2 separate regions of the Gossypium hirsutum genome follow, and region 1 is linked to region 2. Evidence: chromatin contacts called from public Hi-C data. All regions are on one chromosome and are shown on one strand. The core of a region is the stretch at or near the end of the contact, and the rest is flanking DNA. Distances in the headings are between cores, read along the strand shown.

Evidence for each region. Hi-C and Micro-C count contacts between places; a contact is called where the count stands out from the background.
Region 1: a Hi-C map of leaf shows a contact between it and region 2, with 4 times the contacts expected there. The contact joins the promoter of LOC107920379 here to the promoter of LOC107920309 in region 2. A contact is called at or near these places in 19 of 34 Hi-C or Micro-C datasets (anther, callus, fibers and 4 more).

The regions. Positions count from the first base shown.
Region 1 is chrD13:47,146,320-47,149,197 of Gossypium_hirsutum_v2.1, forward strand. LOC107920379 (protein DNA-DAMAGE INDUCIBLE 1) reads left to right here and starts at 1,505. Exons shown (of 15, transcript XM_016850071.2): 1 at 1,505-2,637; 2 at 2,797-2,829. The coding sequence starts at 2,572.
Region 2 is chrD13:47,007,209-47,010,121 of Gossypium_hirsutum_v2.1, forward strand. LOC107920309 (cytochrome c oxidase assembly protein COX15) reads right to left here and starts at 1,625. Exons shown (of 7, transcript XM_016849955.2): 1 at 1,182-1,625; 2 at 243-538. The coding sequence starts at 1,346.

The DNA.
Region 1 (2,878 bases), core at 255-2,754, 140 kb after region 2:
CCTTGAAATGGCTAGTTTTTAGGGTTAAATTATGGATCACATGGCTTGGGATAAGGGCTGTCACATGGCCGTGTGACACACATGGCCTGGCTATACTGCCGTGTGTCACTTGTAAATTCTTAGTGTATTAAGTTAGTGTGTTACATGGCCTAGCACACGGCCTGCGACATGGTCGTGTGTCACAAGTCAGAGAGTTACACGGTTTGGCACATGGCCTATGACACGGTTGTGTGACCCAACTCAGTGAGCTACACGGGTTGAGACACGGGCTGAGACACGGCCGTGTGTCCCTTTATTCGATTGTTATATGGCCTGGGCTGTCAGATGGCCGTGTGACCCCTATTTTCAAATTTTACAACTTTTTCTCAAGTCTTCTGATTTGTTTCAAATTAGTCTCGAATTGCTTCTAAACCATTTTTAGGGCCTTGAAGGCTCGATTTAGGGCCCAGATGCATATGTTTGTTAGGTTTTTAATGTGATTTATTCATTTAGTGCTAAATTATTTTATTTAGATGTTTTGATGTTGAATGTTTTTTTTATTGCTAAGTAATGCTCTATAACCCTAATCTGATGATAGAGACAGGTTAAGGGTGTTATAGTATTGATGGAGAAAACCTTATCCGCCTTGGAAAAGGTTAGAAACTCTTTATGCGACTAAGTCTCTAGCTAACCGTTTAGTGTTGAAACAATGTTTATTTACGTTTCGCATAAACGAATGTGAGCTTCTTAGAGATCACATTAGTCAATTTATTACTTTTTTTGAATGATTTAAAGAATGTTGAGGTTAAGATTGACGATAAAGATCATGCTATGCTATTATTGTGTTCTTTACCCTCTTCATATAAGTCTTTCAAGGAGACCCTAATTTATGACAGAGACAAACTCTTGTTTGAGGATGTGAAGGGTCATTTGTTGAGTAAAGACAAACTCGACAATAAGTTTGGTTCAGATAGCAAGAAAGATAAACAAGTTTCTATTTTGGTAGCATCAAAGAATAGAGACAGGAGCTCCTCTTTGTTGACATTTATGGAGAGTCCGTCTTTCAGTAGTACTAGTGCTTATTTGAGCCAATGGCTACGAATAGAAACTATTTCCCCAAGTCTGGATCGGCTACTTCTTGGGAATTTCCCATTATTGATTTTGTTAAATGCGATTGTAATGCCTCTTTAGATCTTGTTTGAAGTGGTTGATGGATGGTGGATTTTGGTTGCAAAAGCCTTTACTATTCAAGTGGGCATGTTTGTGGACTAAAGACAGGGTTTGTGGAGCAAGATATTTGTTTCTTATGCTATACCCATTGTTGATGATTGAAAAGAAACACTAAACCTATTGCAAATTTGGAGTGTTAAAAATGTCTTAAAGCCCAGTCCACATGTTTATAACCAAAGTCACAAACATATCACTCCACGTTTTTCTCAGATCCAAAAACCTCCATTTCCCACTCCCCTTTTCACGTCTCTCTTCCTGTTAAAAACCAAAAAGTTTCCCTGTAAATAAAAGAAGAAAAAAAAGATGTGTTTTGGGAGAATATGTATGTGCTGCACATATTTGGTAATTATAGTGATTGTGATCGGTACTTTGTTTGGTTTTGGTGTTTTCAAGAAAGGGATAGAGAAGATAAAAAATTCAACGCACGATGAGATTGATTTTTATCCCTGTGATCCTTTATTCTTTCCTTATGGAAGGCCTGTCTTGGGTTATGGAGCTCCACTTCAATTCTAATTTCTTCCCTCCCATTTTTTTGGTTTTTAAATCTCATTTTTTTCCCAGTTTGGATTGTTTCTTTCTTGGGATTTATGAATATTATGATGTGTTTACATTTAGATTCTTGAGTGATGCTCTTCAATTTAAAGACGTGATTTCTTTAAGGTGGCCTCTTTGCTGAAACACTCAATTTAATTATTTCAGAAGTCGAAGGAGGATAGACCCCTGATCCAATCGATAGCGGAGTCAGCAAAATTGTTTTCCTTTCTCAAATTAATTTGTATATTTTTATAATAGTAAAAATATAATTTTTTTAATTTTAATAGTCACCTAACGATTTAATTTATTCTATTTTAGTCCCCACTATTAATATTTTCAGTTTAATTAGTTGACTTTTTAAAATTAAATATTTTAACCACTCTTGTCCCTAAGTGAATAACAAAAGTTTAATGTAAAATTTATCATTTTAATTATAATTCTAAAAATTATAAAATATATTTAGAAAAACTTAAAAATATCTGCATATAAAAGATTTTAAATTTAGTATCATAGACCAAAATCAATATTGATATACTTATCTAAAAGAAAAGTATAGTGGTAATATCATACAACAAAGACTACCAATAAAAGTATGACACGTAAGCGGTTAACTCTAGTCCCCATTGTGGACAATCACTTGCACCTACTTCGACAAGAAGTTAAAAGAGCGAAGGGAACTGAAACTCTGTCGTAAGAAACAACATCCAATATAAAGTAAATTGAAACAAAGGTAAATTAAAGTCCTTTCTTTTCTTATATTTATATATTACTAATTATTTGTTAACCCCAAAACTTTCATTAAATCAAAGATCTAAAGCTTCTGCCAGGATGAGAATTACTGTAATGACTGCAGATGAACAGATCCTTAGCTTGGATGTTGATCCTCATGAAACTGTTAAGCACCCTTTAATCCCTTCTTTTAGTTCTTTACTCCTTTTTGCTGATTTTTTTTTACTTGTTTTATTAGATTGAATTTGTTTTGAAAGCTACCCCTTTTTCCTCAATCTTTATACTTATTTTGCTGATTTTGGTATTTTCCTTTGTTTCTAATAGGTTGAAAATTTGAAAGCTTTGCTTGAAGTTGAGGTAAGAGATTATTACCCTTTTTTTTTTCTTTATGTTTCCTTTTTAAATT
Region 2 (2,913 bases), core at 375-2,874:
AAATCATTAATAGATAGTTTTCATTCTAAGCAGTAAGCACTAAAAAGAATGAAACTTCACATCTTCACCCCTCCTGGCTGCTTAGCAATGTTTGTTAAGAACATAATAGAAGTTATAAAAATAAATCGATTATGGCAGCAAAATATAGTCATGAGAAGTTCTACCTAGGGCTGCAAAGTACTTAGAAGTGAAACTAGGATTATTGTAGCAAATACATCATTATAACAGATTTTTGCTCATACCGCTTGTACTCTGGTGACTGCTTGTATTTCTCAAACTCTTGCTGCCACTCCTCATCAGATAGAGGAGGAAGGTTCCCGGCGAATTTCCAATCAGTCATTGAAAGGCCAGATCGGGTTAATCGTGTGACACCACCTAGTACCACCATACTAAAAACCCATGCAGCAGAACCAAAAAGCCATATCCCCACCATTTTCTGAGCACGTGGACCTGCAGTTACTAGCATCTTCAATCCCTGCTTCTCAGTGCCAACAGAAGCCACGGTGGACATATTCCTGAAGGACGGCACATGATGTCCCTAAAACAAATAAAAGATCTTCCTTTTAGTCACATTCACATACCACTTGGAGAGCATATCACCATTGTTCTTTTACGTAACTTTAAGAGAAAATTTACAGCAGAAACAACTTTTTTTCCTTGGATGTTAAAACAATACTTGAACCACCATTTTCACCTTCAAGTACTTACGCTAAATGTAGCCTCTCCATGAATATAGAAAAAGCAATACAGATCAAAATTCCTAATAGTTCTTTAAATTAGAACCAGGGAATGCATCTGTTATGCTAGAATAAAAAACTATTCCCAAGTGCTGTCATCAAACTCATATTATGGTTCTAGTATGAATGTTTCTAATTTTAAATGGATTCCCATCATTCATCCCACACTCCAAAAGCTTAAATCAAACAAATCCAAAAAAAGGGGATGATCCAAATCACTTGTTCTCCCACCAATAACCACAATCTATCAGCATCACAGTAGAGAAATGCAAATTCCAATTACTCAACAAAAAACTTAAAGAAATACGCTAAAAGAAGGTGATCAATCCAATCACATCCCTTCTCAAGAACTAAAAAATTAACTACAAAAGATTTATTCGAAAAAAAAAACGATACCCATATCAATAAAATGAAGAAAGAATCAAAATCGAGAGATAAAAGAACCTTAGGCAGTGATCTAAAGCCATAAAAGGAGGTCCTAGCAACTGCATTAGCAGAAGAAGGCGTAAAACAACGAGAGGAACAGGTTCCCTTGAGATTGGATGTTAAGCTGTTGATTATAGCTTTGTTTCTCTTTAGAATTGAACCAACTACTCTGCTTTGAAACATTTTTTTTTTTTGCTTGGGGGGGGATTAGCGTCTTCTCTCTGGGTTTCTCTTGGGTTTAATTCTTAAAACTGTGGGTTTATGATTCTAAAAAGAAAAAAAAAACTGTGGGTTTATGGAGGTTTTACGACACTGTAAAAAGGGTTTGCTCAGTTCTACATTGGGACTTGATGGGTTTGGAGGATCCCTTTGTTGGTTTCAAGCCGCTAGTTTACCAAAAAGGCAAAAACATGATTCACCGTTGGTACTGAAATGAAATGTCAAGAAAATTGAGGTGATTTGAGTGCCACACTACACCTTTCCAATGGCCGGGTAGCCCACTCGGTCTAATAAACCCAGCCTGATTTGGATCAAACTTGGACAGGAATGTTGTATTTTGGGCTTGAATTATTTTTTAAATTTAAATTTAATTATAAATATTAATTAAAAATATTTTTATTATTTTATTATTTTTAATAGTAAAATGATTTTTTTTAGTGGATCGTGTCAGCCCGAAACAGGTATGAGCGTGAAAATTTTTTGAAACCAGGGCTTGGCTCGGCGTAGTTCATGGGGAGCTTTAATCTCAACTCATATCCAAATAATTTTTTTTTGGTTTGATACAAAGTATAAACCTACTCATAACTTCTTCTCGCCCTTAAATAAGAAGAAATATGTGTTGAGCACGCTCGAACCAACGAGACATTATTTTTTATTTTTATATTATAAAATTTATGTCATATAAAAATTATAATATAAAAATTAATAATATATGTGATTGTTTATGTTTATTAATAATATAAATTTTAATTAAAAATTATATAAAATTCCTAAATATTAATAAAAGTTTATATATACATGTACACAAAAATATTCAATCGTAAATTGACTTGAAAATTTGAAGTCAAATTTTATTTGTGTTCTTTGAAAAGAGTACAATATTTGAATTTTTTAATTACAAAGAAAACTCTTTTAATTCTTATTTCGATGGAGTTTCAATCCAAAAACCATCTAAATTTGATCTTAGAAAGATGTGGTTTGCTTCAAGAGTCATTAAGACTTAATCTTGAAGTAGGGGCGAAGTCAGAACAATTTTTTAGGGGGGCGAATGAAATTTTAATTTTTTATAGTCTATATCTTTATAAATTTTAAAGTATTAAATTGAATTTTTATAATTTTAGGGGGCAAAGTGCAATTTTACCTTTACTAATTTAAAATTTTAAAAAAATTTAGAGAGCCTAAATGTCAAATTTTCACTTTAGGGGAGCCGGGGCCCATGCCAGCCCCCTAGAATCGCCTCTGTCTTGAAGTTGAGTTTAGTGAGATGTTTGCTTAAAAATTTGATTTGATTGAATTTAAAGGTCTTTGATATGATCTTGAATCAATGATTTTCACTTCAAAAGTCATCGAAACTTGATCTTAAAAATGGGTTGTCTCCTTTATATTGACACAACCGAATTGGAGATGATCATCTTACTCGTACCCTAATTTTCAGAATTTTTTTTAATATTTTGCGATCCGTGAATTTTTTTTATTTTTTTCCGGGGAATTTGAACCCAAATTTAAAACGCATGCCACTTATATTTTTGTT